Regions from separate parts of the Mus musculus genome. Here regions 1, 2, 3, 4, 5 and 7 are each linked to region 6. A link is a contact called in public Hi-C, HiChIP or PLAC-seq and promoter capture Hi-C data. All regions are on one chromosome and are shown on one strand. The core of a region is the stretch at or near the end of the contact, and the rest is flanking DNA. Distances in the headings are between cores, read along the strand shown. Region 1 holds the start of Cct8 (chaperonin containing Tcp1, subunit 8 (theta)). Region 2 overlaps Bach1 (BTB and CNC homology 1, basic leucine zipper transcription factor 1). Region 3 holds the start of Usp16 (ubiquitin specific peptidase 16). Region 4 has its middle 47 kb from the start of N6amt1. Region 5 holds the start of Map3k7cl (Map3k7 C-terminal like). Region 6 holds the start of Adamts1 (a disintegrin-like and metallopeptidase (reprolysin type) with thrombospondin type 1 motif, 1). Region 7 holds the start of Ltn1 (listerin E3 ubiquitin protein ligase 1).

Region 1 (3,892 bases), core at 768-3,267, 1.7 Mb after region 6:
CAGGAAAACTCCGGCAAGAAGCCGTACTGATGTTTAGCCCCAGAACACACCATCTGTTTAGATCAGCATCATAGCCCCATGGGCTTCCCTGACTAAACACCAACATGCTTAGCATGTAAGACGTGCTTAATAAACAGGAATTAACACTAAAATCAATATGCTTAGAAACACATTTGGTTTCTTCCGTAATCTCTTTGTGTGCATCTCTAATTCAACTGGTGGTTAAAGGGAAGGAAGAGCTTCCTGATGCCGTGCTGTTTTCTGCAGACTGCTGAGCCTTTCCACAATAGTACTGGCCACTAGTGAGGATGCTGGACTTCCCTAGGACCTAACAGGGTAACAGCATCGTTTCCAATTTCTCTTTTCCCAGAAAGCTGCATTCCTGACTGAAAGTGAGAGGCACATCAATGCCACCGACCATAAAACACGTGAGGCCCGCTCTCTACGCTAACAGTCACACCACACAGCCTGAACTTGGTCATTACCATTTGGTCCGTACGCTGTGCGAGTAGTCTGAGCAAGCTCCTTGCAGGCCTGTATATTTCTATACACAGCCTCTTCTAATCCCGAGAAATGCTGAAAAAGAAAATGTCTGCTTAGGCATGATAACCAAGTTAAGAGTTTTCTACCGCAGGATACCTCTGTTGAGTATGCTTCTAAGAAACAGCCAGGATCACACAGGCAGTCATCAGACAGCCTCAGTTTCCCCCACTGGGCCTGGCTCTCTTTCCTATCTGTAAACTAATGGGATAATCAATAGCTCCTACTTGGCAGATTATTACTCACCTAGCTAAATAACAACTATTCTTCCTTCTGCCTTTTCCAGGGATTGAACACAAGAAAGCAATCTACCATTAAACTACAATCCCAGCCTACTAGTACTAGCTTTTAACCTAAATTTGGGGGATGGGGGTACTTTAAAAAAACTTGTCTTCACTATAGCCTCCATCAGTACCGATTTACACAAAGTATCTCTGTGCTGAAATGCTAGCCTGTGACAGAAATCCTTTAAATGTATCATGTCCTCAGCCAGAGTGATGGAGGAAAAGATGGAAACTGGAAGCTGTTGCTACCCCTCAAAAGGTTAACAGTGTCATTTGCAGAACTTACTAACTTACATTAAGCCCTGACATCCATTCAGTATGCCAGTTATCACTACAAAGGGGACACCACCTCTCTGTACTGCTAAGAATCCGCTATTTCTACAACTTGTAAAAATATGAAAGACAAAACAAACGTTATCTGGCAGCTTGGGGAACTCAGGACAAATCGCTCCATAAGCAATGTGACCGCTTTAAAAAAAAAAAAAAAATCACTCCTGAAACTACGGCCTATTCGATCTGGGGTGGGGCTTCATTTATCCTGTAGGCTACGACATCGGACAGTCAGAGTGAAAAGACAGTTAACAGCCTTCGGCCCGGTCTCAACTCAGAAAAGGTAAAGGAAACAGAACGTCCAGAGGAGAGTTTTCAGTAGAGCAGTGGGGATCGGACGTGTCTGGAAGGAAGCAACCAAGGGCAGGCCCAGGAGTGACCATGCCGGACTCGTGTCATCTCCATCCTACAATCCCCGGCCCTCCAACCACCCGTTACCAATTCCGTCCAAGTTCATTAACGCATCGCCAGCTCGCGTTAAGGGCGGCGCCCGTGGGCTCCATGCCGCAGACAGGGGCGTGGGGAGCTGGGATGCAAACCCGAAGCCGCCGGGGGAATAACAGAAATGCCCACCAGTTCCAGCGAGCCGGCATCCAGAGCACGCTTCCCTTTCTAGAACCTTCTCCATCCCGATCGCGGCGCGGCCGCCCGCCCGCAGGCCTGTCGCGGTCGCCACAGGCGCAGACCCACCCTCCCACCGTACAGTCCCTCCACGCCACCTACTTTGGCTCCATCCTTGAGCATCTGGGCAAAGCCCGGGGCCTTGGGGACGTGAAGCGCCATGGCTCGGCCGCAGTCCACCGCTCACGCGCTCGCTCCGAGACGCCGAGGAAGCAAGGGGCGCCGCGCACTGCCTGCTGGGAATGGGCCTCGGCGCCGCCTCGCGTCCCCCTACTTCCGGTCGCCCCGCCCCTTCAACCTGCAGCGTCTCTGAAATATCGCGAGAACCAGAGGTTCCAGCAGACAGACCTGATCTGCCGATTCCCGATCAAAGCGGACGATCAGGCCGAACCCAGAGCGTGCATGCTCCCTTCGTGTCCCTTGTCCTAAGTTAATGAGTAAACTTTGGTTAGGACGTTTGGCTTGTGATATTTCGGTGGCGGACACCCAACGTCTTATCCTTCACTTAAACTTAATCCTGCAGACCCAGCACCGGGGCAGGTTAGCCTTTTCTTCTCCAAGCTCACCCGCCCTCGCCCCTATAAACTACCAATGGACATCCTCTGTGTTGGTCACTGGGAAGCACTGAAGGCTCGAAGGTGATCTTTGAAATAGCATGGAGGATTGCAACGCGTGGACTGCACGTGCGTAGCAGAGCTAAGCGGTTTGCTTAAGTGCAGTTATCTTTGTTATTGGTCAAATTTAAGAATGAATATTAATCTCCATTTTATGGAAGGGAAGTTGATAACCACAATTCAGTGGTACGCAGAGGTCACCAGGCCAATAGATATTACAGCGACGATTTCTACCCTAGATGGGCAGATTACAAAGTGGGAATAGTTAACCACTTTATCTATATCTATATATCTATATAGATATTCTCTACTCCCCCAGAATCTTTTTCACAAACATTTCTATGTAAATAGAATAACTTCATAGAGAAAGTAAAACACTCTTACAATAAAAAAATACAAAAAAATGGAAGCATCTCCTGCCCTTGCAGAAAAATATGAAACGCTTTGGTGAGTCGTTGGACATAGAGAAATTAAGATTTTCTTTACATTGGGACAGACTCATAATTGCAACCGTACTATCAACTGCAATTTTTTTTTCTATTAAACATTTTAAATATGTAACCATGGGACTGAAGGAGCTGAAGGGGTTTGGAGCCCCATGGAGGGAGCAACAGTGTCAACAGGCCAGTTCCCCTAGAGCTCCCAGGGACAGGACAACCAACCAAAGACTAAACATGGAGCAACCCATGGCACTGGCCACATATGTGGCAGAGGATGGCCTTGTTGTACATCAGTGGGAAGAGAGGCCCTCAGGCCTTAGGGTGTTCAATGCACCATTTGTAGGGAAATGCCAGGGTGGGAGGATGGGAGTGGGTGGGTGGGGGAGCACCCTCATGGAGGCAGGAGGAGTGGGGATGGGATAGGGGGTTTCCGAAGGGGAGACCTGAAAAGTGGAAAACATTTGAAATGTAAATAAAGAAAATATCCAAGAAAAAGAAAAGAAAAGAAAAAGGAAAAAAAAATGTAACCATGAAAATACTTTCTTGTCACCGAACACAAGGTAAGTGAGCCAATTATATTGGAAGACAGAGCAAACGTTCAGTGGTTCTCAAAGATTGGTTTTGACACCTCCGAGGCTCTCCAACGCCCTTTCAGGGCCCATGACTACGCAAGTGTTTTCATAGTAATACAGAGCTGTCTCCTCTTCCTGTGGGGAGCTGTGAAGGCCTGCTGGGTGTTCAGTATGTCACAGTATGAATGTGAAAAGCACAAGGAGCCACTTACACTCTTTGTCGTCCACTAAGCCACATATAAAATATTTGGGGAAAAAATTGAGAATATCAGTCCTCAAGAGAGACATTTTCAATAATGTTATGTTAGCCTTCAGTGTTCACTGCTATATTTTTATATTAATGTTAAATAGTTTGATTTATAATATTAACAATCAATGGTTACTACGATACCCATTAAAAACAATCATTGGGTGACTCTGTTTAAACTTCTATGTGGATTCTATGTCTGCAAAGTACATGACACCTGAGAGGTAAGACAGTCGAAGATTCC
Region 2 (4,229 bases), core at 216-2,715, 1.9 Mb after region 6:
CAGCAGGCTGTGCTGCCCACAGAAGGAAGAGCCCTCAGGCTGTGCTGCCCCCGGGAGGATGAGTCCTCACAGGTGTGCTCATGCTTGCCAGGCTGACCTTGCTAACCATCACACAGGGGATGGCAGGCATGGTCGAGAATTTAGAGGGACCTTTGCTATGCTTGGTTTGGTGATAGGAATTCTGTGTAGTCACTCCACCACCCCCACTCCTCTACTGTATTTTCCCACCTTCTCTTAATTCCTGATTTGGTCAAAATCTAAGATTTTAGTTTAAAATGGATTTTTCTCTTTTGGATGCCTTTCCTATTTGAGAAATCTTTAGAGGTTTTACTCAAAGCCAGATTACCAGCAATTTATACTTAACTGAATCTGACTGGCTTTTGTCACAATTTCTGTGAATGCCTTTCAGTTTGCTGTTAGTGTAATCAATATGATGTTGTTTGGAGTGTGAAAAGGTAGAGGGAACAGCCTGGTTCACTGCATCCTAACTGCGGAGACGTGGTATTTAGTCAGATCTGGCGTTGAACGTTTTGGAGACCACCTCTGTGTCTGTAGGATGTTTGTGTATCAGTCTGAGACTGGTTGACTTCCTGTCTGCCTCTTCCCTCCCCTTATACTTGTGTTGATTTTGTTTCTCCTGTTAAGAGCCTGCCTCACTCAATTCTAAATAGTTTTTATTGTATGCTTGGCCGCCTTAAGATAGGACAGGATCTTTTGAACCCTGCATTGTAGTAACTAAAGCTGTGCCACATGGGAGGTGAGCTGTGGAAGTCCCTGGTAAGGGACTGTGGCAGGTCCTCTACTGTCACATGACCAGTCACTGCACCAAGGGAAGAAATGGAGAGGAAGGAAGGAAGGAAGTAAAACCCTGTGCTTTTAGAAGGTGTGATGTGCATGTTAAACAAGAATTTACAAGGAAGCTGCCACAATCAATGAGTTAGTTAAGGTTGAAGGGTTCTGGTTCATATCTCAGAAATACGTTGCAATTATGTAGTAAACTTGGACAGTTAAGCTCAAGAGCTCAAATATATTCACAGTGCTACAGAAACCACAAAATGTATAGGAATAAATTCCATAGAAGATGCACAAACCACCTCTTCTCTAGACATCATCATAACATTAAGAGACATTGAAGAAGTCCTTAAACATGGAGAGGCAAGCCATATTTGTGAGCCGGAGAACTCTATCTGTTAGCTATTTTCTCTAAATTAACGGATAGTTTTATTGCAACTATAATCACAGTTCTAGCTCTTCCAACTCAAAGATAATAAAGAAAAGTCTAGGAAGAATTAAATGTATTTCACACAAGGAGATAAGGAATTGGCCAACAGGCACATGCACGATAGTCAATATTAATGACCATGAGGTAGGCACACAAAACCCCAGAACTACTGTGCACACCATGATAGCCAAGACTAGAGGGCAGCACGTGTCGGGTCGGAGCTGCCGCGGGGCCACTGGCACTGCCATGCTGGTAGCAGAATGAAGGGATTTCGTCATCTGTGAGGCCATCGCATGAGTGCTAAAGGGAGTGCACCTCCCAGATCACTCAGCCCTTGCGTGTATCCAGGCAGTGTCTAATAAAGCTTTATTAGCATCCCAAGCTGAGGCCAAGTCCCTTATCTATCTCTATCACCAATTAAATGGATGAACAAATTGTTGCATTCTTGCATAATGAAATATTTGCCAACAACAACCAGAAAGAAATGTCAGATGTTCTTAGTATTAGTGTGTGGTAAAGTCATTGAGATGAGTGAAAGAAATTGGAAATCGAGTACGGGACACAACCCGTTTGCATATCGGAAGGAAGACTCATGTTGATGTACAGTGATAGTGACAGGTAGCAGGGCATTGGGGAGGCAACGCTGAGTCCTGAGGAGTAGCAGAACCCACACACCTTGATGAGGGTTTCATGGGTATTTACTTTCTTCCAGGCTTCTCTGACAGTTCCAGCTCCTTGCTTTTAAGCCTAACTTTGTTTTAAAATTTCAAATATGACATTTAGTCCTGTAAATGTATAGTCAGTCAAAGAATGGTGTCCAAGAATGGTGGCGTTCATGTTAGATTCCAGCAATGGGAGGTGGAGGCAGGCGGTTCAAGGCCAGCCTAGTCTACAGAGTGAGTTCCTGGACAGCCAGAGCTATATATAACCCCGTCTCAAAAAAATCCAAAAACTAAATCAAAACAAAAGCCAGGAAAACAAACTGAACCAACACGCATTACTTACCTATGTGATTGTTCAGAGTGGGAAGAGGGAGAAGCCCGGCCGACTCAAGCTGCATGTCATGCGGCCCGTTTCTCGGTGTCTTTGTATGCTTTTAGAAAATTCCTGGACCATTTAAGCATGAGGAGGTGGTGGGGAGGGGAGAGGAGATGCTACAGAGGGCAGGGGTAGAAACTAGGGGCAAGAGGGGTGGCGGGCAGGGAGCGCAGTGAGGCAGGACCAATTAGAACACTGTTTGAAAATGCTGCGTGAAGCTCATTGCTTTGTATGCCGACTTAAAAATGTCATTTTAGAAAGTTCTTCTAGCTGTAGAACATTTTAACCCAGCTCTCCGGGGACTTCCTGACCTACCAGCTTTCAAACACACCCCTTTGGACTATGCTGATGGCCTCTGCTTTGCTCTGTTCATTTGGGCTTTAAAAAATATTTCTTTTTTTCTCTTTTCCTTTTTATTTTAATTTTTTATTAGGTATTTTCCTCATTTACATTTCTAATGCTATCCCAAAAGTCCCCCATACCCACCCCCCCACTCCCCTACCCACCCACTCCCCCTTTTTGGCCCTGGCGTTCCCCTGTACTGGGGCATATAAAGTTTGCAAACTCCAATGGGCCTCTCTTTCCAGTGATGGCCGACTAGGCCATCTTTTGATACATATGCAGCTAGAGTCAAGCGCTCCCGGGCACTGGTTAGTTCATAATGTTGTTGCACCTACAGGGTTGCAGATCTCTTTAGCTCCTTGGATACTTTCTCTAGCTCATCCATTGGGGGCCCTGTGATCCATCCAATAGCTGACTGCGAGCATCCACTTCTGTGTTTGCTAGGCCCTGGCCTAGTCTCACAAGAGACAGCTACATCTGGGTCCTTTCAGCAAAATCTTGCTAGTGTATGCAATGGTGTTAAAAAATATTTCTTGTCATGTCCTGCTTTAGGCTTCCTTAAGGCCTCAAGTCTTATGGTTTTGGGAAGATGTTGCTGGTTTATATTTCCACAAAGTTTGATGTTAAAGTTTTTTGAAAACTCAAGAATGATAATTAAGAAAATACATAATGTTGAGGATTCTTTTCTGTGGGCAGCCTCATCTAAATTTTTAACATTTTAAAGAAAAATACCCCCACAAGTCAAAGGAGTAAATGTGCATGTACCATAATGTGTCAACTGTCTGTCATTTACTAGAAAAAGTTATGCAAGGCCAACTACCAAAGTTCAGAACACTCACATCTGGGTAGCTTGGTGTGTAATACAGGAACTGACTTGGCGAGTTAGAAGTTTATCAAGGATCAAGGTATGGGGGCAGGGGCTTGCCACCAAAAGCCATGCATTCCAGTTAGGTGGACATGAAGTCACGGCAGCTGATGAGGGCAGCAGAGGGGAGAAGCATCAAGGAGAAGAACCTTCTAGAAAGGAGAGGAAGTCAGGTTCAGAAGGCTGGATCAGCTGCAGATCCAGGCACGGCTTTCACGGAAAAGCCATGTTGAATGTCCTATGTATCATCTCTGATGTCCATTGGTCAATGTCTATCTAGACAGATGCATATTCGTGTGTGTACACATAACTCGCACACGCATGCATGCGATTGGCAAAATCCTTTTGACAATCTTTCTTTCTCATTAAATAGTATGGTTAAATGCGAAATGGCCAGCTTTTACTTCAGAACTTGCTGTAATGCCTGTTGAGTATCTTGTGTGACTTGCTGACTCTCTTTGTAGCAATTCCCTTGTTCTAGAACTTGAACTACAGCTGCTGCCTTGTTTATTTACCCTGGATCCTCCCTCTTGTTTTGAGCATCTTGGTCGAGTTCTTGAATGTGCTTGTTTTTCATTTGTATTCTCCACATGCGTAGAGTGTTGGTGCAGGTAGCCGTTGTAAAAAGAACTTGTGTCGTTGTTCAGTGAAGACAGAAGATTTGGACTACGGGTGGTCTTGTTTATGCGGACACAACACACATCATTGTCTTGGGATTTGTGTGGCAGATAGTTCTTCCCACACTTGCAGCCTTGTTGTCAT
Region 3 (3,985 bases), core at 965-3,464, 1.7 Mb after region 6:
CTAAGTGGAGCTTAGAAGGAAGGAAGACCAGGGTGTGGATACTTCAGTCCTGCATTGAGGGGGATGGGGACAGGAAATAGAGGGAGAGGGGAAACTGGGAGGGAAAGAGGAGGGGGAGGAAATAAGGGGGAACAGTGTCAGAAACTGGAGGAGATATAAGAGAGTTACAGAGGGTCAGGAAATCAAATAAAAATATGTAGCAGGGTGGATGGGGAACTGGGGATAGCCACTGGAGGGTCCCAGGCACCAGGGACCTCCCAGGACTCAATGGGAATGACTTTAGCCAAAATTCGTAGAGAAGGTGGAGATAGAACCTGTTGAGACCACCTCCAGTGGGTAAGCATGAACCCTGGTCCACGGATGGGGCCACCCACTCATCTCAAAAATTTTAATTCAGAAATGTTCCTGTCCAAAGGAAGAACAGGGACAAAAATGGAACAGAAACTGAAGGAAGGGCAAACCAGGGACTGCCCCACCTGGGGATCCATCATGTCCTCAGACACCAAACCCAACACTTGAGGTGGTCAAGAGGCTCTTGTTGACAGGAACCTAGTATGGTGGTTCCTTGGGAGATCCCGCCAGCAGCTGACAAATGCAGATGTGAATGCTTGGAGCCAACCATCACACGGAGCTGAGGGAACCTAGTGGTGGTAAGGGGCTGGCAGAAGGGCTGGAGCAGCAGGGGATTGCAAACATAGGCTGGCCTGACTACCCAGTTTTCCCAGAGTCTAGACCACCAACTAAGGAGAGTACCTGGAGGGATCCATGGCTCCAAACATATAGGTAGCAGAGGATGCCCTTGCCTGACAGCAATGGGAGGGGAAGCCCTTTGTCCCAGGGAGGTTTGAGCCCCAGCATACAAGGATGCCAGAGAGGTGGGGCTGGAGAGTGTGGGTGGGTGGGGGAGCACCCTCATATAGGCAGAGTGGAGTGGGGAGGGCACATGTGGGATGAGAAGTTGGTGGAGGGGTAACTGGGAACTGGGATATCATTTGAGATATAAACCAATAGAGTGATTAATTAAAAAAAATTATACTGGCCAATTTTCCAGTTTTATGCTACTATTTCAACATAGTTTTATCTGACAACTAGTAAGTTTGAATATTTCATTTGCAATCTTTTAGAAGGCCATATATCTAGAAATGAGCTCAAGCTGGACTATGGAAGGATTTCGGGTGGTTAGATAAAAAGCCAACATTCCTCGGGATCTTTGAGGTTTGAGGAACCTTGAGGGTTTGTTTTCTCCCCAAAAGGACTCATGTCCCTTGCCTCTGACAGAAGGGACATGATTCTCCATTAATATACACTCGCGGTTGCCTATGATAGGTCTAGATAAGTCTAGAACTGGCCTCTAGGCTCCCTCAGTCCCGGTTCACAAGTACACATCTCAAAGCCTTCACCCTAGCCCGCAGGACCTTCTCTCATCTGGGTCCTGATTCCCGTTCTCTTTGCCCCTTCCTTGCCCCCGACTCTTCTGGCTACTTTTTTTTTTTTTCAATCGTGCTATGTCCATCCACTCTTCTTTCCCACTCTCTTGCTTCCCTAGCCCTGGCCTTCCTCTCTCTGCACTGGACTCTTCCCGATGCCTTTGAGTAGTTTTTCTCTTATTCACAATAAAAACCTTCCCCCTAACTGAGCGGCAGTTTCAAGTGGTTTCTTTATGGCATCCCCTCGCACACACCATCAACTGTTCTTTTACCGTGTTGCTTACTTCTGCCTATTTTGCTACTAACACGCACAGGTAGTTTTCTGTGATTACTGTCTCCGCTGAGGTCCGCTTAACGGGTGCTACAAAAGACTCGGCACAGAGTGTGTAGTTACTGTTTCTCGTCAACCAACCGCAACTCAAATCTTCAGGACTTTACACTGTAACATTCCCCTTTAATTCCTGTCAGTTTGGACAAGGTCAGCAAGGTGAAGGCTGGGGTTGGAAGAAAGAACACTCACATTTATAAGCGAGTGGGACAGGATTAGGGGAAAGGAGAGACGTGTGTAATTACGTCGCTCTCTTGGCCATCCTGCAGAAATAACGTATTTAAGAGAGGTAGCCATGAAGGACTTTCCAAGCCAAGGGCCAGGACCCGTCATCCACTCCCTAGGAGGATTTAAATTACTCCACAGTTAACACTGCAGTGAACACGTGGCGGGCCTCCCACGCACCCACCCCAAGGGAGGCCGAGCCATTTCCCACAATGCCGCGTTCCGGAAGTTGCCTCTCCGGGAGGGTGGCTGGTTCCACCGCGTCGCTCTCTCTGCGTCACCTGGAGGAAGCGGAGCTGGCGGCCGGCTCCGGGCCCGTCGCGGGAGGCAGTTATGGGCGCCGTCGCCCCGGGTGAGTACCGGCCACCCCCGCCGCCGCCACACTCCCGCCCTGCCTCGGCCTCATCCTCATCTACTGCGGGTGCTGTCGGCTCCAGGGCCGGCCCGGTGGGCGCCGAGCAGTCGGTAGGGCCGGCGGGCGACGGGAAGGGTGGCTGGGCGGGCGGCTGGCGTGCGAGCTCCGGGGAGCGCCCGGTGACACCGTGTGCGTTGTAAGCGCGGCTGGCGCTGCCACCTCCGGGTGACAGCCTACGTCGAAACTGGAGAGCCACGTTGTAGAGAGACCTGCTGACAGGGGCTTTCCGACATTGCCTTGGTGGTGATGATGGCTTAGCGAAGGCAGAGGAGGACCGGGAGGGCAGAAAAGGAAAGCAGCCGGCTGGATAGGAGGCTGACAGCAGGAGTTGTGATTTCAGCCAAGGGAGGGAGCCGCGAGCGAGTAGTTGGACCAAGGTGGCAATTCTCGTCTGAAAACTCCCCTGGACGCTGCGGGACCGAGCATTACTGTTTTATAGACGCCGTTCCCACGGCGCAGCAGTGACCTTCACAGCTGTCAGAAGTTTACTGTAGCTCCTTCAGTAGCATCGACTGACACTTCAGTCATGGGTTTGGTTGCCCTAATTAAAAGTTTGTCTTTCAAGTTTCCCTCTGCTGTCTCAAGGGAAGCTGCAGTCCTTAAACCAGATCTTCTAGCTCTGTCTCCACAACTGAAGGCTTATGATTTAATTAATGTCCGCATGTCCGCCTTTTTCTTTTACACCTGAAGTTGTGCCTTCTCAGGTAATATTCTCTCTCATCTCATCTCATCTCATCTCTCTGTCCCTCTGTCCGTCCGTCCGTCCGTCCGTCCATCTGACCACCTCGCTGTAGCTGGCCTGGAGCTTTGTAACTGCCTACTTTTGCGGTGCTGGGATTAAAGGTGTGCGCCATTAGCGGAGGAAGTTTTTCTTGAGGACCTACTATGTACTCACAGTATGCTATAGGCAAGATAGAAATTCTGCCCAGAACCAGTTCTTTCTCCTAAGGCTTCGGATTTCAGAGGAGGGTGGGGGTAGGGTGGGAGGGGGAGGGGGAGAGGGAGGAAAGGAGAGAGAAATTGTTCAGATTATAGATTTGAAAAGCAGTTTACTGTGGTAGAGAAACAGATACAGGATAGTACATATCTTTTTCCTCTCTGTCCCTCTCTGTGTGTTTGCTTTGTTCTTCGAGACAAGGTCTTCTTGTACAGCTTTGGCTGTCTTGGAACTCGCTCCATAGACCAGGCTGGCCTTCAACGCGGCTAATGCAGGTTTTCTTAAATCTTCATTAAAACCTGGTGGTGATGTTGGCACACGCCTTTAATCCCAGCATTGTGGGAGGCAGAGGTAGTTGGATCTCTGGAGGGTTAGGTCAGCCGGGACTAGAGTGGTTTTGTTTTTAAATTTCTTTCTTTAGTGAGTATCTTCATTTAAAAGATGATCGTGAAAATCAAACATGATGGTTTTGGAACTGTCTCGTTAATTGTTTTTGTTGATGAGTTATGAGTCAGGATTGCTAGTACGTTGGGGCCAGGTTGAAGGGGACAAGTTCTAGAGTATAAACTTGGATGTTTTGGCTGTTTAATAGGTTCATTAGAGTGATATACAAATGACGCTATCTGAAGATGAATCTTGCACTAATGTGGCAC
Region 4 (3,957 bases), core at 1,162-3,661, 1.5 Mb after region 6:
AAGCCAGAAGCAAGGTTAATGCATTTAGAGACTTTCCTAGAACTATGGTCACTGATGGGTAAGTCTTTGTTTTCATTTTGGCAGGTGGACTCTGTTTGATGCCCTGGATGGTATGGCCATCAGGGAGTCAGTTGTGCTGAGGTATGGGGACCTGTTACCCCTTGAACATATGCTACTCCAGGGCATGTGTTATTATCTTGCTTCCCCCCCAGTGCTTAACTCTGTATTAAAACCCTTTCATAATTATCTCCAGCCCCACCCATACTGACTTGACCTGACCTTCCTCTCTGCAGGGAAGTCATTCCTTAGTTGAACCTGCCCACATTGCTACAGCATTGAGCCGCATCTCAGGCTGCCGCTGACAATACCGTTTGGCTAGAGGTACCCTGTTCAAAAACAAGAAGTACAAGACAAGGTTGGAACATCCTGTAGCTTGAAATAAAGATAAGAACAGCCAGACACTTTTTATCTGTCAACAGAGTCATTCCAGTAATTCCTGCATTTGTCATGTAAGGAAATGCTGAGACCATTTTCTGAAGGTAGCACGTGCCCCGCCCCCGCCCCCATAATGATCTATCATCATGTGGTGAAGAGATTGTGACACTTAGTAGGCTAATGGATCACAAGCAAGTGACCCAATCCAAAGGTTTTATTACTCAGAACACTCGGAAGCATGGGGACACGGGAAGAATGGTCTTGCTTCCTCGTCCAAGTGTGACACGTGACAGAAGCACATGCCCTCCTTCTTTGCACATTTAATAGGACAAAGGTTAGAACAAGGCTAGCATTCACTGAATGCCAAGAATGCAAAGACCAGATCTGGTGCTCGCTTGTCATTTGTAGCTCATGTTTCTCAGAGAACCCCAACAGCTTAGATATACAAAACAAAAACCTGGGCTGTTCCATATATAGAACCCCTGGCCTTATCTGAGAAACCTCTTAGCTAGACTGAGACTCGGCTCTCTGTTTTCACAAAATATTGTTCTCATTGCAATACTATACAAAATACTTTCTCATTGTCTCTGCCTTACAGATGGACTAAAATTTAACAATTTGTCAGAGAACTCCCAAAGTTGCAGGGCAAAGCTAGACGTTCAGTGTCAAGGACGGTGTCTCCAAACCCAAAGTTATTACTGAGCCATATCACAAATTCAGTAAGATACCTATTCATATTTCAGTATTTCTCTACCAACAGTACTAACTTCAACTAGGCATGTGACATGTGCTCCTATCATATGTCATACCTGTAATTCTAACACTGGTGTTGTAGAGACAAGAAAGAATGCTTAAAGCTCAAGACCAGTATGGACTACATAACTACTTCCAAGCTAACCTGGACTGTGCAAAGCAGTCATGCCTTTGAAGAAGAAGAGGAGGAGGAGGAAAAGGAGGAGAGGAGGAGGGATTCAATCCCCAATTCATAGCATGTTAGCTCTCTGTGGTTTTGTTTTCTTCCTATCCTGTTCCCCCAAAAAACAATATCACATAGCTTCTTTAATTATATTGCTAGTTTGTGTCTGGTTTCACTTTTATTGCTGTGGTAAAATATCCTGACGAAACAACTTTAAGTGGGAATGAGTATATTTGGCTTACAGCTCCAGGCTACATTTAGGGAAGTCAAGGCAGGAGTTTGAAGTTCATCACACACATCCTGTCAAGAACAGAAAGAAGCAAATGCATGCATGCATGCTTATGTTCAGCAGCTTTTCTCAGACTGATACTGTTCAGAGCTCAGCACACAAAATGGCAAGGACCACAGTTGGGGTAGATCTTCTCACCTCAATTAATCCAGCAAAGGAAAATCCCTCACAGACAAGCAAGCCCTCAGGCCACCCTGGTTTAGGAACTCCTTTGAGACTCTTCCCTGGTGACTTTAGATTGAGTCATGTTGACAATTAAAATGATCACAGTTGGTATATATTATAATTCGGCTCAGTAGCTCAAGCAGAATGATAAACTAATGAATGTCATATTCTACTTCTCAGATGCTTTTGGCTGCGTCTCCCTAAAGCACACAGTGTTGCTTCAAGCCAAAATATTTGGGAATCATGATTAGCCATAACTAATGGAGGCAACTTGTCAGGAACTTGAAGGCTGCTGCCAGCTGAACTGTTTCTCAAACAAAACACTGAGTCTGCGCGCATGAATCTTTCAGCTGGGTAGTATCGTCACAGATACTTCTGGTTGGCTTTACAGTCTCTGGTTTCAAAGGTCTGCTTTCTTATCTCTAAAGTGTGTGTATTTATAGGTGCTGCAAGCTTCTAAACTATGCCACTGTGAGAAATGATGTGGCACTTAAGCGAAACTTTGCCAGAAAGTTGACACTGAGGCTGTCCAAGGACTCAGAAGTACATAGCGTTTCTGGCCACTCTTCAGTGGTTTTGCCTCTCCGTCCTTTCTCAGTGTACACAACAGTATGCACGGAGGCGTAGTGTCTGCTTCCCAAAACTCCAGAAGCATGAGTCAGCTACTCAACTATGATCTACAAATTTGGTAAAAAAAAGCACTGTGACACAGAATGCAAGGCTGGTTTCCAGGAATCACATCTCCAGTGCCCCCAGCATCACTGTCCCAACCAGAGTGAGTGTGAGCTTCCTTTGACATTCACGTTTCTGGCGAGATGTCAGGGATCTTGTATAGCTATGCAATCCCACAGCTTGATGAATGCAGAGTGCTAGTCAGTGTAAACATTAAATGGTATATGAAACATGACCCCAACTTAACAATATCCTTCTTCAATGAATAAAAGCACTTTATTTTCCATCTGCCTTTACTTTACATCTCACTTTACAATGTTATGAAGATATGCTCTATAGAAATAGAATTGTAAGATGTTTAGAAATATCTTTGCAGGCAAATGACACTATTCTTTTAACTCAGAAAACTCGATTGGGACACGCTGCAGGAAAGTGACACAGACTGAATTATGTACCCTCAAAAAATATGCTCAGGTTCTAATCTCCAGGAACTCACAATATAACCTTATTTTAAAGTATCAGGTCCAGGTCTTCTTACCTAAGATGCAGTTGTGCTGCAGTGGGGTGGAAAGACTCTTGAGTAATATGACCTGTGTTCATATAAAAAAAAGTGGTGGAAAGAGTGAGAAACTGGGGGCTATTACTCAATGGTTGACTGTCTGGCATGTTTGGAGCCTTGGCTTCAAATTTTATTTAATAAAGTTTCAAAATAAAAGGGGGAAATCTGATAACAGAGGTAGACATGTGTAGAAGACGGGAGGAGAAAACAGACACAAATGTTTATGTTATTTGTCAAAGGTCTTGGGAATATTTTCCAAATATGAGATTTCAATGGTGTTATAAATGCAGTTATTTTATTTAACTTTCCAACTATTTACTGCTGTTACATAAAGTAAGATAATTTTTAATCAGCCTTATGTCCCATGAGCTTTTGTGGTTGTGCAAAAGATGCTTTAGGCATCCTCTCCTAAACTACACCAATCAAGATTGAGGCAACTTTATATCTTCCTTTCTGATCTTGGTATTTTAGCAAAAAGCATTTTATGTGGCTCAAATTAAAATGTTTTTTAACTAAGAGAATGGCCATTCGTTTTAATAATTCCTTTTCCAAAATACTCAACATCAAATTAAAAGTTTTTAAGTGTTTTCATTTTATAAATTAATGTGCAAAGGATGTTCAAACATGGTTTATCTTGTTATCCTCCATCGTCTTTCTTCATCATCCCTTGGCCTCCTTTTACTCTTCCAAGCTCTGAGCAAGCTCTTCTGTCTCCATGGACTGTATGACTCTCTTCTCCCATGTCACAGTATCTTTTCCCCTTGGCCCCTTTTCAACACACACATACACACACACATACACACACACACACTACATATATATATGTACATATATTTTTTTCATGTTCTATATACATTTATGTAAACTCAGAATCCATTGTGTGGGTCAGCAACATGGTTCAACAGGAATGACATTTACCTC
Region 5 (3,892 bases), core at 1,072-3,571, 1.8 Mb after region 6:
CCATGGATGGGAGCTCCTGACACCATGACACAAAATAAGCCCTTCCCCTTTTCATTTTCTATCTCAAATGTCTTGTTATGGCAATGAAAAGCTGACTAACACAAGCAGTGAAAATACTTATTGCTGAAGAGAATAAAACAACAACAACAAAACGTGGGTATTGGTACCACTCATAAACATACGGTTGATGTGTTAATATTTTCATGTGCACATATATCCTTTCCGGATTGAATTTCTATATATATATTTTTGCATTCCTAAAGTGCCATCTGGGTTATTTTGGGTTTCAGTTGTGGGACTTGACTTCATTTGTGTTTCCTATTGGTTGCTTGAATGTGTTTTGAGTAACGAGCCCATACGTGCACCATCATTCCTAAGGTGACAGAAGAGTTAGTAGATATTAAGGTTGGAAACATTTCAATTTATAGCATCAGGCTCAGACAGAGCATATTTAGACTATCTAAGTAAGAAAAATGAGACATTTTAAAATTTATGCTTTACTCAGTGTTGTCAAATTATCCTTTGTTGAAGTCTTTTCCACTGTAGCATCTGGCAGACACCTCTCTCTCTCTCTCTCTCTCTCTCTCTCTCAGGCATCTTTGATCTTGGAAGGGGCAGCCATGAGTGTTATAGCCCGTGTCCTGGGAAGCCCCCAGGATTACTGACATGAGTCTGGGATACAGAGATGATGCCTCTGTCAGGTACATGATCACAGAAGGAGATGCGTTCCATGTATTTAATATGAACTGTCACTTTAAGAAAGGTCTGTTTTTCATCCCTAACTCCAGATGCTAGCAGTTACTGATAACTGTAGCAACATCAGTGTCACCACCAGCCCCTCTCAAGGCAGGCCTAGGGGCCTGATGTGGGAGTCCCTAAAGATATGGTATTGCCTTCCTTTTCATTGTTTTGGCGAAGGACTTAAGAAAGTAAACTTGTAAGTCTGAAAGATGAATTTGGTCTCTCATGGCTTCAAAGGCTACACTTGGTCCCATTGCCTTTGGGCCCGTGGTGAGGCAATTTATCATGGAGCACGTGATGTAAGAAAACTGTACCCATCAATACATCCAGAGAGCAAAGAGAGAGTAAGAGGAGGGGGCTGGACGCTAATATCTTTAAAGGCATACCTCCAGTCACCTAAGTGGGACCCCCCTCACCCCAAAGTTTCCATCACTTCAAAGTCATGCTGTGGACAGCAGAGCAAACCTTCCATGCATAGGCCTTTGGATGGCATTTAAAATGCAAGACACAATTACTGACTTGCATTCAGCACATAAATGATGCACTACTTTGACTTCTTTGAGGCTGAGTGTATCACCCAGGATTGTCATGTGAACCTGGATGCTAGACCATGGAACAGCCTGCCATTGATGGATCACATGATAAAAATATGTTTGGTTTAGTAAGAAATGATCAAATTGTATTCTAAGGTTCTTTTATCCTTTTGTATTCCCACTAGAAGTGAGGGAGAGCTAGCATTCTTCTCCATATGTACTTCATCGCTTGTGTTGGGATGTGAGCCCTGGGAACGGGTGCCAGGCAATGCCCCATTATTTCTGTCTGTGGCTCTCTACTGACATGAAAGCCAACCATCTTTCCATAGGTTTACTGGCTATCTGTTTACCTTTGCTGAAAAGTGTCTGTTGAGAACTCTCGACCTCTCCCCCTTCCTCCTCCTCACTCCCCGACTGGACTGTTTCCCCTCTGTCCAGTTTTAAGTTTTCTTCCCATATTTCGGATTCCCCTGTGCATTTCGCAAATATCTCCTTTCAGTTTGTGGCTTTGTCTTTGCATTCTCTTAACGTTATTTATGTTTAACTCTTTAACCTTAACGTCATGGTTCAGTTATTTTTAAATACCCAAGGCATCCAAGTTTAACGACTGTGAAGAGAAGTCGAAGGGATCCCGATGTTCCCGGTTGACCACTGACCCCTTTGGTGAGCGACTGCCGTGGTAGAGCGGATCAAGCCATCAAGCTCAGGACCAGCTCAACCTCAAACCTCACCTTCTTAATGGGATCATCACTGCTACGTTCCAAGAGGCAGCCAGTGGCCTGTCCAAGTTGGCTGGGTCTAGCTGAGCTGACATTTTTGCTGACTAGAGTCATGCTATCTTTGCCAGTTCGCTGGAATAGACGCAGACACGGATTGGGTCACCACGAAGACATTCCTGTCTTGTGAAGCAAGTCTGTTTGTATTTTAGGTTTGCCAGGACTAATGAATTAAAACATTTGGACGCTCTACAGCTTGCTGTTTATCAATGCTTCTGACAGGAGGAGGGTTTTTCTTTTGCTCTTGCTTTTTCTAGAAACATGACAACATCCTGGCTGTCGGAGTGGCAAGGAAAGGAGAGAGGGGCTATGCGAGGAAGCGGAACAGGGAGGTCCCGTGGGATGGGACAGTGGGGTCCGGGGCAGAGCAGGTAGTGTGCAGCCTGGGCAGCTGTCTCTGCTCCTCAGAGTGTCGGTGGCTGCTATGCAGCAGGTGCAGACTGCTCTCTCGCTGAGTCTTGACTGCACAAACTCAACGACTGGCCAAGGCAGTGGCTGGCCCTGGATTACACAAGCGCAGACTCTCAACTAAGTGAGGTAAGGCAGCAGGTGTGAAACCCAGCTAACCGCTCTGAGCACGGGCAACTTAACTGAGGCTCCGTTACAGTGGCCGGAGAAGGACCCAGCAGCTGCTTTCCCCGGGGAGGTGCGATGGAAAGGCAAGTTGTGGATGCTGTGTGGCACTCAAAATCTACCGGATCTGGACATCACCCTTTTCAAGACAGACAGGCAGATATTTTCTGTTGTCTTGCCCTTAGCTGTGTTGATCGATTTCATTCCTCTAGCTGGAAGCCAGAGCAGAGGTTTAGTAAACCCAAGAGGCAGATTCCCGTCTCCTGTGCTTCATTTGTTGATGCGGGAAAGTGGAAAGGGATGTGTGCACCTGAAGAGGCGCGAGCTTCCCATCCCTAGAAGTCACACTCAGGCAGACTGCGCACTATAGGTCTCCCAGAAGTAAGACTTTCCCTCTCGGCTACAACTCTCGGAGCTTCTGCTTGTTTTGTTCAACTTGAGACCATCTGTGCTCTTTCCTCAGAAACAGGTGGTTCCGAGAATACTGATACCAAGCAGAAGAAACTACACACAAATGTGCCAGAGGGTTGGTTTTGTTTTTTTTGTTTTTTTTTTTTTTGAAAAGCAAGAAGTCCCGTGTTAAGTCATAGCCATTTCAGGATTCTGTCCTTTTGTAACATAAAGTTATGTTGTCATGGTGTGTAGAATGTCCAGGGCCCAGAGCTATTGTGAGGAGTAACTTGGGCGCAACAGAATTCTAAGTGGCTCATAAACATTTGCTGTGCTTTTAAGCTTTGCTGGATGGCTAATAGAGGCCCGTTTTCTTTCAGGATGGTACCTCAGATGGTTCACAATGTATCTACATCTGAATGCACATATACAAATGTAGGCCCTGAACTTGCCCACACAAGTAATTGTAAAAACAAACCCCAGTGTTCTGGATACTATTTTTAGACACAGAAAAGCTATGGGAAAGAGAAAAAAAAAACCTGACCATGAGAAAATATTCTGCTACCGCAGTTCCCAGGACCCTGCCAAGGATGGCTAAAGACAGTATTTATATTTTGCCATTTTTGGAGACATTTTCCTTAAAATATCATGCAGGTTTTTTTTGGGTTTCTGCCTACATGAGATGAATAGGAAGGAGAGAGTTTAGAAGAGGCATGACCAAAAATAGAAATGTTAATATGGGATGTTTTCCACATATTGTCTCTAAGTTTATTAACTAAATAATAATAATTTAATAAATAGAGCCACACACTCATGGGATGCCTTTGGGTGTTTGTTTGTTTAAAGGAGGGCTTCATGTAGCCCAAGCTGGCTTTGAAC
Region 6 (3,750 bases), core at 439-2,938:
TCTGCAGAGGGGCCCAACGGAGCCACCAGCCATCGGGGTCAGCTTTTCAAATGGGGGAAGGGGACAGACGGAAGGCCACAGAAATGAGATCACCACTGCCGTTGCCCAGGCTCCTGAACGCACATCCAGGTCACCATGGCTCCTCTACTCCGCCCTCCTTTGAGCGCTACGTGCTCACACGGACTGACGTTACAAAACTCAGCGCGAAACTACAACCTAGTTAAAGTGAACTCATACATTCACTAAAGGCATTAAAGGGATGGAGAGAGATTCTTCAGTGTAAGGAGTCGGGTTATTGGCTTCGCGGAGGAAACGCTTAGCCCTTATCTACAGGACCTCCGATTCTTTCTCTCTTTCTCAAATTATTAACTATTCGGGCAAATAAGTGTTCTAGCAGAGTATGGTCACACTTTTTTTGGGGGGGGGAGCGGGAAGGTCACGACCCAGAACTTCAATTCACTGCAAGTCTGAGTCATTCGCATTTAGAGGCGATCTGGAGTGTGACCCCAAGTCACGCCTCGTAAAGACTGAGAGATGGGGGTCACTCTTATACCTGATGGCTTTCCCGCGTCCTGAGGCGTGGGGTCCCGCACAGGCCACTGGTTCCGGGTGTTCTGGCTCTCGGGTCGCGAGTCGCTGGTTGGCAGGGTCTCGTCGTCCATGACGCCGCACTTGGCGCCGCCACTGCCCCGCCGCCTTCGCCTCAGGATGTGGAACTGCGGCCGTGCGGATGACTCCTCCTCGGGCACGGCAGGGGCCAGGCGCTCGGTGGCCACTCCAGGCGCTGGCTGAATGAAGAACTCCTCTCCTTGTAGGTAGAAGGCACCACGCACACCTTCACAGAGGCTGAGGGCTGCGGCAGAGCCGGGATCACCGTTCACCGTGCCAGAGTAGAAGCAGTGAGCCAGGTCCCCGGTGGGGTCCAGATGTTGTGCCTCGGACCCGGGACTGCGCCCCACAGTCTGCAGGGTGAAGCCAGGCGCCAAGAAACCGCTGTCCGGCTGCAACTTCAGATGTAGCTGCTGGCCAAAGGCGTCCAGACGAAGGCGTGTGGTGGTGGAATCGTGGCCCGGGGCGCGCTCCAGCGAGGGCAGGACCAGCTCCTCATCTTCCTCCGTGGGGCGCCCGTGTGCGCCCCGCGCACATAGCAGCATTGTTATGGAAGCGAGGAGCAGCAACAGCATGTGTGCGGACAGAGAGCCCCGAGATCTCGCTGCCCGCTGGACGTCCCCCATGTCGGAGCAGGGCTTCTGCTTGCGTGACCCCAAAGGGACTTTTGGCTGCATGGCACCGCACCCTGCACCGCAGAGAACTCTTGGTCTGGATAGACGTTTAGACGCGTAGAGCTTCGCTGGCCTGCTCCTGATGCTTAAAATTCACGATCACTTTGATGGGAAAGTTCGTGCAGAGCTAGCACCCGAAGCTCCGGGTCACTTAGAAAGATTCTGCACTGGCGCGCGGGAATTTTTTCATTCCAGCACCGAGTTGGTGGCTCCGCACTGCTGGCTGCTGCAGGACCTAGAAGCGCCCCCGGAGCTGGGGAACAAGTCCAGAATAGGAGCCTGGACTCTTCGTCCTCCGCCTTGGCCCCGATTTGACTCGATCTGAGCAAGGATCTGCTCTCTCCGCCGGGCTGTGCGCTCTGGCCTTGCGATAGCACCTAGCTCGGAGCTGCTTTCTAGCGAGTGCAAGGACCAGGCAGCCCCGGCCGCCCCTTTATAGCCACATAGGAGCCCCTCCTTCCCCCAACACTGCGACACCGCCCCCTGAGCTCAGTCGGTGCTAAACCGAGCTCTGCGCCTCGGGGCCTGAAGGGGGAGGGGGCAGCCTCCGCCCTGGCCTCACGCCACAGCTCGTCACTCTGGGGGTGTAAGACGCCGAAACAGCGCTGGGACCAGCACTTTGTACAGCGCTGGCTGCTCTGGGGAAAAGAGTGAACCTTTAACTTCATCTCTCGGCTGCTGATTCCCGGACCACCCTGCTTCCTGTCGCCCTTCCTGTGCCCCGGCTGGGCTGCAGTTTCCAAGAAAGAGGGTCGAATTGAAAAGATTCCTCAACATTCCTTTTCTCCCCTAGTCAGAGCCTCTTCTGCCCCAAAGTGGGCTATTAGCTACAGCTGCCTTTTCTTAAAAAGCACCCTACTTTTCCGTCTCGTCTACGTTTCCATGGGCACCATGGCTAAAGCGTCCTTCTCTTTACCCCAGCTTTTCTTGGGCAAAGTGTTGATTCTGCGCTTCTCAGGAAGAGAAAAGAAAGAGAGAGGAAGAGAGAGAGAGAGAGAGAGAGAGAGAGAGTGTGTGTGTGTGTGTGTGTGTGGTGGTGGTGGTGGTGGTTCATAGAGCACCTCTCCAACTCTGGATTCTAAAAATCCACGTGGAACGACCTTAACAGTTTCCTCAAGTCCTACCTAGAGACCTCTGGGGTGGGGGGTGGGGGTGGGGCGATGTGTGTGTGTGTGTGTGTGTGTGTGTGTGTGTGTGTATCTTGGCTTTTTCCAGAATAGTCTATCTGGAACCAGCTTTAGTTCCCTAGAGACAAAAAAAAAAAAAAAAAAAAAAAAAAAAGGGATTTCTGCTTTCTCTTCTTCATTGGAGAAGCAACTCCCTTCTAGTCTGCGTTCTTCCAAAATCTTAACAGCAGCTGCTGCAGGCCGCAGGCCAGGCGGACAGATGCATCTAAGATTCCCCACTTCAGTATCAAGTCCAAAGCGGCGGCGGGGGGGAACGGTGTGGGGGGAAGGAGGGTTGGGTGATGGGGTGGAAGGAAACCGAGTTCCCCTCCCCCCCCCTCCCCGCTTCCTACCGGGAAGGGAAAGGCAGCATCCGCGTTACGAAAGTCACAAAAGCTGAGCCCTTCCAACCCCGGCCCCTAAGAAAAAGTCGAGAGAGGCTCCTGAACTGAGAAAGAGGGAGGGGTTCTGTGACCCAGAGGAAGGAAATAGTTCACAATGCTCTCACTGGCGGAAAGGCATTAGGACAAGCTTGAGAACCACAGCCCAAGTCCTCAGGCAGACCCGCGCGCTCACACCAGCTAGCTCTTGCTCCCTGCCCTGCCCAGTTCTGGGCTCCCGACTTGCTGCCCCACCCCCAACTGCTGCTCCGGTTGGCTCTTGGTTAATCCTTTGCTCCTCCCCAGATCTTCCTAAATTTGTGGGCCTCAGACAGTCCCTTGCAATCTTCCAAAGGTTTCTGGCAGACACTTTCCCAGGGTTCTAGATAGTCTTCATGAAAACAAACAAAAACTTTGTTTCCCACACCAGGGAATATCGAATTAAAAGAAGAAGAAGGAGGAGGACGAGGAGGAGGAGGAGGAGGAGGAGGAGGAGGAGGAGGAGGAGGAGTGACTGGGAGAAACAAGACTACCCCAACCTCCAACCTCCAAGCTCTTAACAACTTCCTGGTGATTGCACTCATCCGAGGAGTCCGCTCTCAAATTTTGGTTTCTTAAAATCACACTGATAGCTGAACTAAACACATCAAGCAACCTTGCTCTTCCACCAGGGAACTTTGATGTTGTTCGTCTTCCTTCCTTTCTGTTTCTTCATCTTTCTTCAGCTCTTCTTCAGCTCTCACTGACATCCACAGTTAGGAGCGGAGCCCATTCATTTGTGGGGTGTCCGGCCTCTTTCTTTTTTGTTTAAGAACCTGATTCACAAGTGGGCTTTCCCGAAGCCCACATTCCTGGTCGGTCGACCCACTTTATTTGAGAAGCATTTCCATTTTCTGTTATGCTGCCTGACTTTTTTTTTTT
Region 7 (4,061 bases), core at 74-2,573, 1.6 Mb after region 6:
GATAAACCAAAATCAAAATAAAATAAAAACAGAATTAAATCTATAAAAGTTAGTAGAAATACAAATTGTAAGTCTACATGTTATATTTGTGTACTCCACCATGGTTAAAGTTTCACATGTTATATGAAGAATGACACTGTTTTTAGAATACATAAGGTAGAGAACTTGGGTGTTAAATACTGAGATCAACTCTCCTAAGGGTCAGCAAAATTTATAAATTAAGAGATGAGGGACTGGAAGGATGGCTCAGTGGTTAAGAGCACTGACTGTTCTTCCAAAGGTCCAGAGTTCAAATCTCAGCAACCACATGATGGCTCACAACCATCTGTAACAAAATTTAACTCCCTCTTCCGGGGTGTCTGAAGACAGCTACAGTGTACTCACATATAATAAATAAATAAATCTAAAAAAAAAATGGTGGAACAGGTCTATAAAAGCGAACTGTGTGTGTGTGTGTGTGTGTGTGTGTGTGTGTGTATGTGTGTGTGATCCATCAGGATAAAGGCTGCAGAGAAACACCTGCCTTTAAGATACTTTCAAAGCGCCAGGTGGTGGTGGCACACGCTTTTAATCCCAGCACTTGGGAGGCAGAGGCAGGAGAATTTCTGAGTTCCAGGCCAGCCTGGTCTACAGAATGAGTTCCAGGACAGCCAGGGCTATACAGGATGCATTAAGGTATCTAGAGCCACCTAACATATGGCCATCCGAAGCCTGCCAGGCCAGCCAAGTTCGTGGCAAGTTCAGGGTGGCCAGAGTGAAGCAGGAAAAGCGAGGTAAGCTTGAGACCAGAGACCCAACGGGTGACACCGACCTGACACCGGGCATACCACCGACGGGCTCGGGCCTTGGCAAGGAGGGACTGAGCGAGTGAAGCCCACGCTTGCTTCTTCCCTCCCACAGCTCCTACACAAGCTCGGCCACCCACGAGGGCCGCCCGGGTGCTCACTGTCACCGTTTCCCGATGACACCTCCCTCCCTGGGCGCGCTCCGTTTCCCAGATCCGGCGTGAAACGTCGTTTGGGTCCCAACTCCTCGACTTGTCCACCCGCGGGGACGCACACACCGGGAGGTCACACTCTTCCCTCACGGCCCTCTGGACACCCGGGCCGCAGGCCGCGGGGCTACCATCACCACAGGACTCACCCTGAGGTTCCCCTTAGTCCGCTGCTTGTTCTTCCCGCCCATGGTGGCGGTGGCAGCCCGGCTCTCAGTCTGCAGAGCCGAAGTTGACACGGGCGGGCCACAACTTCCGGTCCCTCGCGCCGGAAGGGGATTCACTGTAGCCACTTCCCCCTCGCCCTCCCAGCCTTTCGGCTTCCTACTTCCGCTCCCGCCTCCCTGTCAGGACTCTGACCATCCGCTGCCTGAAACGTAACAAAGAAGGCCACGCCTGCCTGAGTGGCGTCACTGCTGACCAATAAGAAACCAGCGTTGAGCCCGTGGCGCCAAACCTGTCCGAGATATTTGTAGTGGAGAGATTTCCTTCCTAGTGTGTAGGAATTTGCTCTTCCAGAGGTCCTGAGTTCGATTCCCAGCAACCACATGGTAGCTCACAACCATCTGCAATGGGATCTGACGCCCTTTTCTGGTGTGTCTGAAGAAAGCTACAGTGTACTCATATAAATAAAATAAATCTTTAAAAATAAAATGAAATAATAAAAGCAGAGGAGTTGGGGCGACTAACTTGGTAGAGTGCTTTCCTGGCATTCCTGAAGGCTGAGTTTGATTCCCTACATTGAGCAAACCAGGTCTGCTGGCACACCCTCCCAATACCAGCACTGAAGACACAGAGAAGAGGAGAATCACAAATTTAAGGTCAGCTTTGCACACTTAAAGTTCAAGGGCAGCCTGGGATATATGAAAATCTATCTCGAAATAGGAAATAAAAAGAAAAAAGAATCATCAGGTCACATAGGCATGAGACACTGTCTTAAAGAAACAACAAGAAACCATTTGAGCTCTACTCATGCCCCAGTCTTCAGCGATGCAAGGCCAGATAGGGGCCAAATCTAAACACATGCAATTTGAAATGAACCACAAACACCAATGAGGAAGGCTTTATACTGTTTGTACTTTAAAAGACAGGGTAGTTTCAAACTTCTGACTACTGATAACAAGCACAGATTGTTTAAAATTTCATTTTATTTCAAAGGTCTGGAGACAGGCTGGGATTAACATTGGGTCCGCATGTGGCAAGGTGTCTTGTACAATGACATCTCTGAGATAGCTTGGCCCTTTCTCTTGCCATCACTTCAGGGGCCATGGCAGAAAGAGAAGAGAGGCAAATTCATCCCCAGAAATCCTGCACTGTAACCTACAGCCCAATGCAGCTGCAAGAGAGGCCAGGAGGGTGAACAGGCAGCTTTTCCAGGTTCCTAGTGAAGGCAGAAGAGTGTGGGAAATCCCTAGCAAGTCGAACCATCAAAATTACCTTCACATATAATTTGTCTTTCAAGTTTCATGAGACAGAGCCTCGTGTAGCCCAGCTGGCCTTCAACTTCCCATCCTCCTGCCTCTACTTCCCAAGTGCTGGGATTATAAGCATGTGCCTTCAGATCCAGCTCACGTCAAGAAATTTCCACCAAGCTGTAGAGATGGCTCAGAGGTTAAAAGGGTGCACTGCTCTTGCAGAGGACCCAAGTTTGGCTCCCAGCACCCACACCGGGTACCTCACAACCTCCTGTAACTCCAGCTCCAGGGGATCTGATACCCCAAATATATTTACATGTTTATGTTCATGCATGCACCCTTGGAGGACAGAGTACATCAAATGCCCTGAAGTAAAGACATATAGGTAGTTATGAGCTCCCTGCCAGGGGTGCTGGGAACTGAACTTAGGTCCTTGGCACTAGCAGCATATGCTCTTAACTTCTGAGTCATTTCTCCACCCTTCTCACTTAGTAATTTAAAGCTTACAAGTCGAAACCCAGTTTTTCTCTCAGGCATGGCAAGTTTTAACTGATACATTTCAGCCATATTAATTTTCTTCTTGTGACCCCAACCCTAGTACATCCTAGAATGGAGCTGAAATTGAATTTCAAGGAAAAACAGGAAGAAATGATCAACAGAGGAACAGTGAGCCAACAGGTCTGACTTCCCCTCTGCTCAGTCACTGTCCTTCTACACCAAAGAACATCTGGAAAACATCCCCACATCCCCTGGCATTTAAGAACTGATACAGCTGGCCAAAGTCCATGTGGTTTCCTCTGGCTCCGTGGACACTGAAGGCCTTTTCTTCAAGAATGGGAAATTTCCGCTGTCCTTCCATTCCGCCGGCTGTACCGTCAAGAGGAATGTCTTCTCGATGACGAATTAAAATCCTCTTCCAGTTTAGTTTTCTGAGTCTGAAACATAGTTTTTCAGAGTAGAAAATTTCAAAACATATTTTGTACAGAAGTGAGCTAGAATCTGTAAGACAGACTTATCAGAGTTGGTAGTGAGGGCACACGCATTAACCCCAGGACATGGGAGGCAGAATTCAGATCTCTGTGAATTGGAGACCAGCCTGGTCTGCATAAAGTGTTCTACACCGGCCAAGGCTATATAGTGATATCCTGTCTCAAAAACCAAACAACAAAGGATTACTTGCCAGTGTGTGTTCCTGTAAGCACGGAGATACTCTCACAGGGGCTTACTTTCCTCAAATGGTTCTCATTACACCTGAACACGCACTGATGGTCACCATTACTATCTTCCATTAGAATGGGACTTTTGATTTTAATAATCATTTATTTTGGGGAGAGTGTCACGTGAATCTCAGGCTGGCTTCTGTCTTGGCTTGTAGCCAAAGGTGGCACTGAACTCTGGATCTTATCCTTTCTGCCTTCAAAGGGCCAAGATTACTGGTGTACCTCCCTGCCTGGTATACGTGGTACTGAGGACAGAACCCAACGCCTTGTGCATGCCAGGCAAGCACTCTTCCAGTAAGCTACAAACTCAGCGACTGCTGCCAATATTTTATAACTGTACAAACTGCTGACCCTTGAACTAGTTAAGGAACGTCTCAGAAACTGAGGAGAGAAGTAAGATTGCTGGCTTTGCTAATGCTCACAAGTAATCTC

What was found. Promoter capture Hi-C pulls out the DNA fragments that hold promoters and counts their contacts. A called contact is a pair of places that touch in the nucleus more often than the background predicts. HiChIP or PLAC-seq counts read pairs in DNA pulled down with a chosen protein or histone mark.
Region 1: a contact with region 6 is called in an H3K27ac HiChIP or PLAC-seq map of extraembryonic endoderm stem cells, with 10 times the contacts expected there. The contact joins the promoter of Cct8 here to the promoter of Adamts1 in region 6. A contact is called at or near these places in 5 of 39 promoter capture datasets (embryonic stem cells, hippocampal neurons, liver and 1 more), 9 of 484 Hi-C or Micro-C datasets (LSK cells, cardiomyocytes, cerebral cortex and 4 more), 14 of 115 datasets of contacts at active chromatin or transcription factors (astrocytes, embryonic forebrain, embryonic limb bud and 8 more) and 1 of 9 other capture datasets (embryonic stem cells).
Region 2: a promoter capture Hi-C map of liver shows a contact between it and region 6, with 4 times the contacts expected there. The contact joins the enhancer-like site here to the promoter of Adamts1 in region 6. A contact is called at or near these places in 2 of 39 promoter capture datasets (both in liver), 2 of 484 Hi-C or Micro-C datasets (muscle stem cells and nephron progenitors), 3 of 115 datasets of contacts at active chromatin or transcription factors (astrocytes, embryonic stem cells and extraembryonic endoderm stem cells) and 1 of 9 other capture datasets (embryonic stem cells).
Region 3: a contact with region 6 is called in an H3K27ac HiChIP or PLAC-seq map of extraembryonic endoderm stem cells, with 18 times the contacts expected there. The contact joins the promoter of Usp16 here to the promoter of Adamts1 in region 6. A contact is called at or near these places in 5 of 39 promoter capture datasets (cranial neural crest, embryonic stem cells, epiblast stem cells and 2 more), 1 of 484 Hi-C or Micro-C datasets (embryonic stem cells), 10 of 115 datasets of contacts at active chromatin or transcription factors (the NIH/3T3 cell line, cardiomyocytes, craniofacial prominence and 5 more) and 1 of 9 other capture datasets (adipose tissue).
Region 4: a contact with region 6 is called in a Hi-C map of cardiomyocytes, with 37 times the contacts expected there. The contact joins the enhancer-like site here to the promoter of Adamts1 in region 6. A contact is called at or near these places in 6 of 39 promoter capture datasets (3T3-L1-derived adipocytes, the C10 cell line, the HPC-7 cell line and 3 more), 2 of 484 Hi-C or Micro-C datasets (both in cardiomyocytes), 11 of 115 datasets of contacts at active chromatin or transcription factors (the NIH/3T3 cell line, astrocytes, bone marrow-derived macrophages and 7 more) and 2 of 9 other capture datasets (embryonic stem cells and liver).
Region 5: a contact with region 6 is called in a promoter capture Hi-C map of embryonic stem cells, with 7 times the contacts expected there. The contact joins the promoter of Map3k7cl here to the promoter of Adamts1 in region 6. A contact is called at or near these places in 3 of 39 promoter capture datasets (the C10 cell line, embryonic stem cells and hippocampal neurons) and 2 of 484 Hi-C or Micro-C datasets (muscle stem cells and uterus).
Region 7: a promoter capture Hi-C map of liver shows a contact between it and region 6, with 9 times the contacts expected there. The contact joins the promoter of Ltn1 here to the promoter of Adamts1 in region 6. A contact is called at or near these places in 15 of 39 promoter capture datasets (the 3T3-L1 cell line, cranial neural crest, embryonic stem cells and 8 more), 5 of 484 Hi-C or Micro-C datasets (embryonic stem cells, muscle stem cells and uterus), 17 of 115 datasets of contacts at active chromatin or transcription factors (the NIH/3T3 cell line, cardiomyocytes, craniofacial prominence and 11 more) and 2 of 9 other capture datasets (adipose tissue and embryonic stem cells).

The regions. Positions count from the first base shown.
Region 1 is chr16:87,493,852-87,497,743 of GRCm38.p6, forward strand. It overlaps Cct8 (chaperonin containing Tcp1, subunit 8 (theta)), which reads right to left and starts at 2,018. Exons shown (of 15, transcript NM_009840.3): 1 at 1,878-2,018; 2 at 486-576. The coding sequence starts at 1,937. It overlaps B130034C11Rik (RIKEN cDNA B130034C11 gene), which reads left to right and starts at 2,222. Exons shown (of 3, transcript NR_040375.1): 1 at 2,222-2,458.
Region 2 is chr16:87,708,711-87,712,939 of GRCm38.p6, forward strand. All of the region lies in intron 1 of Bach1 (BTB and CNC homology 1, basic leucine zipper transcription factor 1), which reads left to right. Among named protein-coding and RNA genes, the nearest start is that of Bach1, 12 kb to the left of the region's middle. Within about 2 kb of position 1,466, at least 38 of the 459 cell types and tissues checked have an H3K27ac peak or open chromatin away from gene starts, as enhancers often do. A contact at or near this core is called in liver, where this site is marked.
Region 3 is chr16:87,452,771-87,456,755 of GRCm38.p6, forward strand. Usp16 (ubiquitin specific peptidase 16) reads left to right here and starts at 2,215. Exons shown (of 18, transcript NM_024258.2): 1 at 2,215-2,332.
Region 4 is chr16:87,305,095-87,309,051 of GRCm38.p6, forward strand. No RefSeq gene overlaps it. Among named protein-coding and RNA genes, the nearest start is that of N6amt1, 47 kb to the right of the region's middle. Within about 2 kb of position 2,412, at least 71 of the 459 cell types and tissues checked have an H3K27ac peak or open chromatin away from gene starts, as enhancers often do. A contact at or near this core is called in 3T3-L1-derived adipocytes, the NIH/3T3 cell line, cardiomyocytes and 1 more, where this site is marked.
Region 5 is chr16:87,551,009-87,554,900 of GRCm38.p6, forward strand. It overlaps Map3k7cl (Map3k7 C-terminal like), which reads left to right and starts at 2,322. Exons shown (of 5, transcript NM_144854.2): 1 at 2,322-2,587.
Region 6 is chr16:85,801,425-85,805,174 of GRCm38.p6, forward strand. It overlaps Adamts1 (a disintegrin-like and metallopeptidase (reprolysin type) with thrombospondin type 1 motif, 1), which reads right to left and starts at 1,689. Exons shown (of 9, transcript NM_009621.5): 1 at 554-1,689. The coding sequence starts at 1,286.
Region 7 is chr16:87,431,283-87,435,343 of GRCm38.p6, forward strand. Ltn1 (listerin E3 ubiquitin protein ligase 1) reads right to left here and starts at 1,324. Exons shown (of 30, transcript NM_001081068.1): 1 at 1,144-1,324. The coding sequence starts at 1,185. It overlaps Rwdd2b (RWD domain containing 2B), which reads right to left. Exons shown (of 5, transcript NM_016924.2): 5 at 2,049-3,344. The coding sequence ends at 3,110.